2 separate regions of the Arachis hypogaea genome follow, and region 2 is linked to region 1. Evidence: chromatin contacts called from public Hi-C data. All regions are on one chromosome and are shown on one strand. Each heading gives the region's core, a stretch centred on a gene start, on an enhancer-like site or on the middle of the called end of the contact. The rest is flanking DNA. Distances are from core to core; before and after follow the strand shown. Region 1 holds the start of LOC112764463 (pentatricopeptide repeat-containing protein At1g71210, mitochondrial). Region 2 holds the start of LOC112764511 (cyclin-dependent kinase C-2).

Region 1 (5,316 bases), core at 1,317-3,816:
GCCTTGTCTCTCATCCCATGCCTTTCGAAACCATCAACCATGGTGCTATAAATCCACTGGTTGGGCTCAAAGCCCCTTTGACACATCCTTTCAAACAACTGACAAGCCTGCTCCTTATCACTCTTCCATGCTTTTCTCAACAACAAATTGTAAGTGTAAATGTCAAGTGGAAAGCACTTTGCGATTAATTTCTCCAAGTCCTCAACATGGCTAACTCTATGATGACGACGAAATGCACCAACCACAAAGCTAAGCATTGACCAATCAGTTTTTCCCTCCTCTTTCACTCCTCTTAAACGAACACAGGCATTGTAAACTTCCGGTGAAAACATAGATCGATAAAGAAGTATGTTACCGAGAAAAGAGGTTAATCGACGTCCCATTTTCTCATACATATCAACAAGATTCACTGCCTCGTGATATCTTTCCGATGAACAAAGCTCCTGTACAAGAATTTCATAGCATTCAATGCTTGGATTTAAACCGTCTTCTAACATTTGGAGGAAGAACCGATACGCAGGTTCAGGATTCTTGCTCTTGCAGAGAAAAATAACAAAGCAATTATATAACTTTTTAGTCGCCAATCCACGAGACCAAACATTACTAAAGAAGATAAGAGCATCATAAGTCCTTCCACTTTTCAAATAAGCTTTCAACATAAGACTTAGAGAAGATGAAGTGGGCTGAATGCCATTCCTCTGCATCAACTCAAACACTTTCCAAGCCAACTCAGCTTGCTTGGCATGCCCAGCTGCATCAATGAAACAATCATAAATATAATGTTGACGATCATTATGGGACAGCATCTCGAACAAACTGAAAAACCGAGATCTTGAATTGTCCATCTGAAGTAAACAACAAAGAACAACTCTACATAGAGCCGGTGTCACTTTATGACCCTTCTCCTTCATTTCAACGAGAAGACGAGCAGCAATATCTCCCCTATTCAAATAACTATCTTCCACTCTTCCCGCCCGACACAGTGCCGTTATAAAGTTATCATACGTGGAAGCATTAGGCATAATTTTCCATTTCAAGGCAAGATGGAGCAACTCTTTCATCTCATCAATCATGCACTCTCTACACAGAACATTGGCAAGCCTAGTAAAGGTCCGTCTATCGGGAATAAAATGGTGATCAATTGAGCTCTTCAACACACTAAATGCTTCCTTGGCGTTTCCGTCCCAACACAAAGTAAGTATCAAGTACTTGTAAGCCATATGATTTGGGGACAGCATAAATTCTGACCTCGACTTGAACAAATCAAGAGCATCATCCACCATTCCCTTCTTGCAAAAGAAGCACAGCATGGCATTCATGGTAACTGTGTTAGGTGGAACAGCAGTCTCATACATGTCCATGAACAAATCATACACCTCGTCGAGCCTGTCCTCCCTCAAGAGCCTGTAAATCAACACGTTGTACCTCGCCAAACCAGGAATGTATCCTTTATTTTCCTTCTTCTGTTTGAAAAAGTCCAAGGCCTCATCCAACCGGCCACCGTGCACAAGGCCCCTTATCCAAACCCCATAAGCATGATCCAACGGCACCAGTCCCGAATCCCCAAACTCGCTAACCAATCTAACAGCATGATCAAACCTATTGCTCCGACATAAAGCACGGACAAGAATACTCACCTCGGAGCCATGAAGCTTCTTGCCACCATCCACCAAGCCAAACAAGAACACTTCAGCTTCATCCAACTTCCCCTGCTTGCACAAACTCTTCGTAATAAGCACATTGGTATACCGATTCTCAAAACCTCTCATCCTAATCTGCCTAATAATGTCATTAACAGCATCGAAATAACTCTCTTCAACAAGGGCATTCAAAAGCACATGGTAACCAAAGGTATCCAAGTCCAAGCCATTAAACCGCATTTTACCAAATAGTTGGAGTGCAATCTCAGGCTTACCCGCAATAGCATATCCAATGACGAGAGTATCGTTGAACCGTGCACGGGGATAGAAGGCTGGACCACGGCGGCGGAAGGATTGGAGGAACTCGATGATGGTTGACATTGATCTGTTGCGTGCAAGGATTCGGAAGATGGCGGAGAAGGTGCCGCGAGTGTGGTGGAAGCCGGACTGGCGACCGGCCCAATCGAAGAAGCGGAGGCAGGGGTAGACGTGGGCAGCGGCGGTGCCATGGTGGAGTACGGTGAGGACGAAGGACTCGTCGAGACGGGGGAGTGTTAGGGCGGCGAGAGAGGCGTCGAGGGCGGCGTCGGAGGAAGAGTCCGTCGAAGAAAGAATCTGAAAGATTCGGGTGATGAGTGGGTCGCGGGTGTTGAACCAGTCCTTGATGGAGGATCTTAAGACGGTGTGGCAGTTATGAGAAGAAGAAGAAAAGGAAGAAGGGTTGTTGATGTGAATGAGAAAAGAAGAGAAGAGGGATCTGCATTTGGTTACATGTTTTAGTGGCTGTAGCATTATGGATGTTCCCTATCTCTCTCCGATGCCATTCTCATTTTCATTCCTCTTCCTTCCTCAAACCCATTTCAACGCTCTTTCTTCAATTTTACATAAACCTAACCTAGCACCTCATCTTTTATTTTGATTTACATATTAAGTTCTGAAATCTGAACATTATATCATCCCTGTCTTAATAACTTTACGGACCGTTCTATTTTTATTTTTATTTTTTAATCAGACCTCAACTAGACTATTTAGCCCAAATAAGATAGGAAGAATTTCACCTGTGCCAGTATACTTTACTGATACACTGGTATATAATAAATCTGCACCGTTAAAATATTAGTTTTAAAATATGAATGAATGACATTTTTTTTTATGTAATTTCTGTTTAGTGGCTACTTCCTTAGACGACTTACTTTATGTTTTGATTTGGGTAGTTTCCTTTTTGTGTGGCCAATGGACCTTTTTGGCGCATAGTTGTTGCTTACATTAGTTTGAGAGTAATAGATTGTTGTTGGGTGTATTATTTTTGTATAATTTTTGGCCAGTATTATACTATTGGGTTAAAAACCGTAAAGTCATAATTGTTAAATTTTGCATCGTTTTTTATTTATTATTAGGTTCATAGTTTGGTCTGAAAAATTCAATCCACAGACAATAAATAGAACTAACCCTTATTCATGTACTAACATAATATAGGGTGTTTGCAGTGTAGTTTGAATCGATTTTAGATTGGTTTTAAGTAAAAAATTTATCCGATTTAAATACTGATTTTATTTGCGGTGTGGATTGGATTGGATGAGCTTTTAAAAAAAAAAGTATCCGATTCGATCTAATTTCAAGCGATTTGAATGTGATTGAATTTGCGGTTTTGTAAAGTACAAAAATAAAATATATATAACAAGTTTTAACATCAAATTTTAAATAACTAACAATGACATAATAAGTATAATTGTAAACATAAATTGACCAAAACAAAAAATTTATATGAGCTGGTTGGGGGGTTGTTTACCTGAAAATGACACGGCTTAAAATTTTTAACAAAACAAAAAAAATATTACTACCGGGTCCGAGTTCTTTAAACCGGTCCATCACCATTTTTAAATTAATGATAATAAATAAAATATATACTAATTTAAAAATATAATAAAAAATATATAGAGTCACAAAAAAGTTCTATTAAAAAAATTATATAGGGCTAAAAATTGACCAAAACAAAAAATTTATATGAGCGGGGTTGTTTTACCTGAAAATGGCACGGCTTAAAATTTTAACAAAACAAAAAAAAATATTACTACCGGATCCGAGTTCTTTAAACCGGTCCATCACCATTTTTTCTAACTATGTCAAATATACTATTTTCATTAATAAAATACAAAATTTACAACAGTTTCATTATTATTTAGTAATCCAAGCCCATTTATAATGTCTCTTGAGTTGGTAGACAAAGAGCCCACCAGCTTTCAGCCGTTGGAGCCAAACTTTCTCACGTTAGCTTCTTACTAGCTACAACCATGAAGCACAAAGCCAGTCTGTCATTTCCATAATTTTACTGTACAACTAAGGACATTTTAGGTTTTCTATCCATCACTATATGACAAAAAGTTGACTGCTAATCAGACCGTACTTGCTATATTGCTGTACCAAAAAAATAATTGGTACATGTGAAAGTTTTCCAATAAGATAACCAACTTCAGATAGATTAGATCGAAAGAAATCTTGAAGGAAGAATTTCAACTGTACCAATTTACTTTACAGAATTACAGGTACATTGGTATACTTTATGTTACGGCCCTGGACTCCCGCAGGTCAACCCGACCCGAGCTCCACCCGGCCCGACTACACGCCTCTCAACCGACCCGGACACGCGTCCCGTACGGCTCTCTCACAGCTATGGGACCGCGTCCTTGGGAATATGGGCCTGCCCTCCAGAGGGGCCCAATACTGACATGTATATAAGGGGAAGACTGGCTCTTCTCCCGAGGTACGTCACATCTCTGCACTACACTTACTCCGCCTGCACGTATTCTGACAAGAGCGTCGGAGTGTCTTTGCAGGTGACACCCCCCTCACACAAAGTGCTCGGGACCTCGCGCTCCCGGACTGGAAGACCGTGATCAGACGAGCCCCTTCCTTCACCCCTGATCCTGACCTGAATCGTCCGGTAACCGACCTACCGAACATTGGCGCCGTCTGTGGGGACTCGTCCATGGACTTCGTACTAGTCCAGACTGGGACCGGCAGCGAGGCCGCGCCTCCCGTGCTTGGGGGAGGCGCCGTTTCGACAGAAACCCGACAACAGCAGAGGTCGCCTCCGAGGGACACGACGCAGACTCACGAAAGACGCCCCTTCGGAGGAACTGGCGACAACCACGCTAGGATAATGCAAGAGTTGCGCCATAGGATGCAAGACTTAGAGCGCCGGCTAGCCGAGAGAGAACGTGACCAACGCACCCCGGAGCGGAGCCCCACCCGCTCCCGTTCAAGGAGCCGCTCGAGGCGCTCACCCAGCCCCCAATACGAGTCGGAGAGCACCGAGGGACGGGGACGAGCCAGAAGAAGAAGTCGGGACCCCATCATTTACGCCCGACACGAGAGACGGCGGGCGTCGAACAGAGGCGAAGAGGACGCCCGTTGGGAGAATGACGAACCGGGGAGAACTACCCGGGGACCAGTGATAATAGGAGCGACCCCTTTTCACCGTTCCGTACTCGAGGTCCGGCTACCGAAACACTTCGACAAGCCAACGGACATGAAGTATGATGGAACACAAGATCCCCTGGAACACTTGACGACCTTTGAGGCCAGAATGAACCTGGAAGGGGTAGGAGACGAGGTCAGATGTCGCGCCTTCCCGGTCACCTTGGCGGGCCCAGCGATACGGTGGTTCAACAACCTC
Region 2 (5,316 bases), core at 1,132-3,631, 130 kb before region 1:
AACAATTTAACATTAGTGATCCAATGCACCTCTAATCCACTCATATATCATACACAGAATATCACTAACCTCATCTTTTCCAGGAAAGATAGGCTTCCCATGAAGAAGTTCAGCGAAAATGCACCCAACAGACCACATATCTACAGCTGGCCCATACTTTGTTGTCCCTAGCAGCAACTCAGGGGGTCTAAATTTACAATGACAAAATCCATATATGCACCGGTCAATCTCAAGAGTCCAACCCCCTCTTCCCCACTGAACTCTCATGAAAACACAGGTCACAACATTTACCTGTACCATAATGTAATGACACGGTTTGTAAGATTTGCATTGTGATCATTAGAAAATGACCGTGCCAGTCCGAAATCTGCAAGCTTCAGATTTCCTTCATTGTCTATAAGGAGATTTGAGCCTGCAACAGAACATAATACATCAAATGGGATTTGACATATTCAACTAGATCTAAAGACGAAACTTTGGCCACACACACACCTTTAATATCTCGATGAAGTACTTGATTTACATGACAATAATGAAGCCCCGTCAACAGCTGTCTCATGTAACACTTCAGAAGGAAAAAGTAACTCAGGAAACATGAAATAAACAATTTTAACAGTATAAAGTAACACTCGTATTAACGCAATACCTTAATTTGGGGAACTGTGAATCTCATCCCAGGACGGTCAGCAAGACCAGTCAAATCATGGTCCATGTATTCGAAGACCATATAGATGCCCCCTTTATATTTGTTACCGTCTGTAGCCCCCAAAAGGCCAAAACAAATATGAATAGCAGATGAATTAATTTAGTACATAGATAAACTAAGGATATCCAAAAGAAGTTGATAAATATATTCTTACAAACAAAACTTATGCGCAACTTTATGGTTGTAAATAAAGAAATTGGCTAATAACACGACATGAGAGTGAATAACTTGCCTGGCCTCCCTTGTTCATCTTTCTCAGGGCCTGAAAGAAGAAACAGACAATGTTAGATCTAAACAAAACAATCTTTACTCAAGTGAATAGTTCTTTAAAACAGCACCTGGAGAAGTGACAATTTCTTTTAGCTTGATCACATTTTCATGGTGTAGTTTCTTAAGAATTTTGATTTCTCGTATAGCAGTTATAGGAAACTGCCATGGCAAAATTTACAATACAAGTCAGATATAAATATATATTACAGAATTGCATGTATAAGTTTGTTAGAGAAGATACAAAGCTAGTAAGTCACAAGTGAAAGGAAGTACCAATATAGAATGTTATGCACCTATAACATAATAAACAACAAATTATATATAGAAATACCCCTTCTCTCTCATTGTCCATTCGAATTTTCTTCAGAGCAACAATTTCACCAGTTTTGATCTCTTTAGCCATGTAAACTTGACTGCAAGTATAATATATGGAAGCAAAGATCAATTACCTTATGATAATATTAGCAATGGATTTTATGGTAAGTTAACAGAGTAAATAATCTTCATCTGAAAGTAGAAATTTTACACATTTCAACTATATCGATAACGAATTTCGGAAAGGGAAAAGAAAAAGAGCCTTTCATACAAATCATGATTTAAAAACTTTAAAACTTACAAACATCAATCAAACCAATTACAATTATGCTTATACAAAATGCCTAACAACAATTAGTGAAAAATTACAACTAAGCTTTAGTACTACACATTAACATTCCAATAATGGTAACACACATGAATAATCAGCATACTAGCACACAAACACTACAAGCACTTGAAGAATTATGGCTCCGGCAGCTCAATCTCGTGAAAAATATCATCGCCCTCTCGATAGAGAAAAGTGCCACGATTCTCCAGCGAAGCATCAGCGACCCAAAACTCGAGTTCTTGGTAAAGTGGTGCAAGTAATTACCACTGAATCCACAAATTTCATACACACTCCAAAAAAAGGGAATTTTTATTCTTTTTTTGAAAAAAAAACAAAGAAAAAAGATTCTGATAGCTGAAAGGTTAAAAGGAATGAAAGTGAAACAAACCCGTATGTGCCCTCGCCAATTTGCTCTAACTTCTCGAAGCAATCGACACTTCTGGATCCCCAAGAAGGGGATTCGTTCACGTTCAGTTGCCCTGGGGCTGCAATCGACATTGTTCCCACCTGAGGAAAAAAAACCCTAATCCTTCCGAAGAACTAAAATTCCTCAATCCAATTTTTAGGGTTCTCTGTAGGGATTTTTTTTTTCTTGTTGACGTCTTCACTTGGAAAAATTTTCAGAGATAAAAAGCAAAAACAACAGAGAGCATAAAGGCGTGCTTTACTATTTCATTTCTTACTCTATTTTCTCTTTTCGGTTTTCTGTCTGAATTATAATTCTTGCGGTGTTTTTTTTTTTTTTCTCTTTTCATTCTTTTTAAACTTTGGACTCGTTAGGCCCAAATTAATTGGGTCTAATTGTAGGGATGTTCAGGCCGGGTGAAATCGAATTTGTCATAAACTAGACCCGGTTCTAAATATATACCGGATTTATTTTTTATACTCTAACCCAGTTCTAAATTCGATGAAATCTAAACATTTCGGGTTACAACTATATCGGGTCTAAACCGGGTCTTTAAAGCTTTAACAATAATTTATAAATAAACTTCACTTATTTGTAAAGAAGAAACTTGTCAACGAAAAGTTGATATTCATATTTGAACTTGAATTTGTCTATAAATTTTAATTTGATGCTTTTTTGATCTATTTTCTAATTCAACAAATGTGATTAAAAATAAAACAATAAGCTTATAATTAATATAACGTAATATTAAAATTAATTTAAAACATAAATATCTTTTTTAGTTTCCTTATGGTGCACATGGGCCAGGTGAAGCCGGGTTCAACTTGACCTGGACTTCACCCAAAATAATGATCGGATCTATTTTTGAGACCCTTATTCAACTCTAAATTCGATGAAATCACACCAAATTAACTCCTAAAAATATTCGGGGACAGGCCGATCATGTGCACCTCTAGTCTTTTTTTTTTTTTTTTGGTCAAGTGGATTGGACAGCCCCCAATCCTAGGCATTAACCCCATGTTTCACACACCCACACAACACACTCACACACACTACATGGGTACTATGGGTTCTTGCAACATCCAGCCTCAGCTGGGATTTGAACCCGGATGCAGCTTGATGAGAGGCGTAGAAATCCTCCATCTGTGCCAAGCCTCAGCTGCCACCTCTAGTCTAAATGTAATGTCAGCTCATGGTTGAGAAGAGTTTCTAAAGCCCATTTGCGAAAGATTTTTAGTCTGAATTTAGAACATCATTGTTTGAGAAATGTACGAGGGTAAGGCCCAAAATAAAAGACCAAAAAAAGGAGAAACAAAATATGTAAAATAAAAAGGTCCGCATGTGTTTTTTTTTTTTTTCTCATGAGTTTGCATATGTTTTCCATGTTTCAGATTTGCTATTTAGATAGCTCTAACTAAACTACGAAATCCCTGACAAAAGAAAAAACTAGAAAATGAACCCATGTCCAAAATTAAACCTACAAAATGAACCAATAGAAGGCAAGGGTGGAGAGAAGGAGGAGAACGTTGGAGGAGTGGATAGGAACTGGGTTATGGAAGGTAAAGTAGAAAACAAATTCATGGTCGAGGAGGCGGGCCTTATCAAGCCTCACCCTCAGCTATGAGCATCATTAGTTGGAACTGGTGAGGGGTGGCAGCCCCATGACAGTTTCAAAACTTTTATATTTGTGTAAATAGATAAAATTCGCTATTGTATTTCTCATGGAGACAAGAGGTAAGGATAGTAGTATAAGTAAAATTAAGAGAAGGCTTCATTTTGATAAATATTTTTATGTAGAACTCTGGAGTATGTTTGGAGATCTATGTTTGCTATGAAATGAAAATATTAATATTGATGTTTACTCTTACTCTAATTATTATATTAAAGCTTACATTAAAGATAGAAAAGGAAATGATTGAAAAATCATTTTCATGTACGGTAACCCAAAACCAGGCAAGAGGAGGGAGGAATGGGGGGAGCTCACAACAAGCAATCTTAACAAGAATGAACCTAAACTCTTCATGGGAGATTTCAATGTTGTTTTAGCTCTAGAGGAGAAGGAAGGCATGCATGAGCAGCCGAGAAAACAGATTGTGGATTTCAAAAAATTTTATGGATTTTAATGCTCTCATGAACATGAATCTAAAAGGAGGAAAATTCACTTGGTTTAGTAATCCTCGAAATAGGTTAATAATTAAGAAAAGAATAGATAGGGCTTTGTTAACTGGAAATGGAGGCACAAGTTTCCAAATGCAAGTTTGATAGCTATGCCAGCAGTGAGTTCAGACCATACGCTCATTGTTTTGAGGTTACAGCCTAAGTATAAGGTGGATAGGTCGTTCAAATTTGAAGCATTTTGGAACAACCATAAAAACTGTGAGGAGATTATTAAGATGAGTTGAAAAAAAGAAGAGCATAATAATAACGAATAGGATAGGTTGCTGAAGAAGATGAGAAACTGCAAGAAAAATTTAAGGAATTGGAGTAGGAACACTTTTGCTAGAGCTGATATAGAGATTAAAAAGTTGAAGGTTGAGCTACAGAAGCTTCAAGAGGCAGAATTAAATGAAGAACAGCAAGCACGGAGGTGTCAAATCAAGGAAAGGATAAGCCAGTTATAAAGGCAAGAAGAGAAATACTGGGGAATGAGATCCAAGCTAAAGTGGCTAAAGTGAGGAGACAAAAATTCCATATTCTTTTATGCGATAACGATTCAAAGGAGAAATAAAAATAAAGTGAAAAGATTAAAAGATAAGGAGGGCCAATGGGTTTCACGAGATGATAGAATCTTGAAGATAGTGGAGGAGCACTTTACAAAGTTGTTTACATCCTCAGCCAAATATGATTTCAGAGATTGTATAAATAGGATTCCAAAAAGAGTTACTCAAGAAATGAACGAACAACTCATGGAGGAAATTTCAGAAAAGGAGATTGAGGAAGCTGTTTTTAGCTTGGGCAGCCTCAAAGCCCCTGGACCAAATGGATTAAATGGACTTTTTTATCAGAGTCACTGGAACACAATAAAAAATAAAGTTTGTGCTGTGATTATAAGCTTTTTTTATGAAGGTATTATGCCAGAAGAGGTAAGTGAAATTATTGTTGTTCTTGTTCCAAAAGTGAAACAACCAAAAAATCTTAATCAATTTAGGCCTATTAGTTACTGTAATTATATATATACAAAATTATAAGGTTCATGGATAAGGTTATTTTGCCAATCCAGAGTGGGTGTAGGTTGATTCAGGATAATATTATCATAGTTCAAGAGATTTTTCATAGTATTAATAAAAA

Evidence for each region. Hi-C and Micro-C count contacts between places; a contact is called where the count stands out from the background.
Region 2: a contact with region 1 is called in a Hi-C map of leaf, with 2.3 times the contacts expected there. The contact joins the promoter of LOC112764511 here to the promoter of LOC112764463 in region 1. A contact is called at or near these places in 2 of 8 Hi-C or Micro-C datasets (both in leaf).

Annotation. Positions count from the first base shown.
Region 1 is chr17:5,420,738-5,426,053 of arahy.Tifrunner.gnm2.J5K5, reverse strand. LOC112764463 (pentatricopeptide repeat-containing protein At1g71210, mitochondrial) reads right to left here and starts at 2,566. Exons shown (of 2, transcript XM_025810089.3): 1 at 1,916-2,566; 2 at 1-1,709. The coding sequence starts at 2,149.
Region 2 is chr17:5,550,297-5,555,612 of arahy.Tifrunner.gnm2.J5K5, reverse strand. LOC112764511 (cyclin-dependent kinase C-2) reads right to left here and starts at 2,381. Exons shown (of 12, transcript XM_025810158.3): 1 at 2,011-2,381; 2 at 1,308-1,389; 3 at 1,045-1,135; 4 at 939-968; 5 at 647-756; 6 at 493-565; 7 at 292-412; 8 at 70-187. The coding sequence starts at 2,120.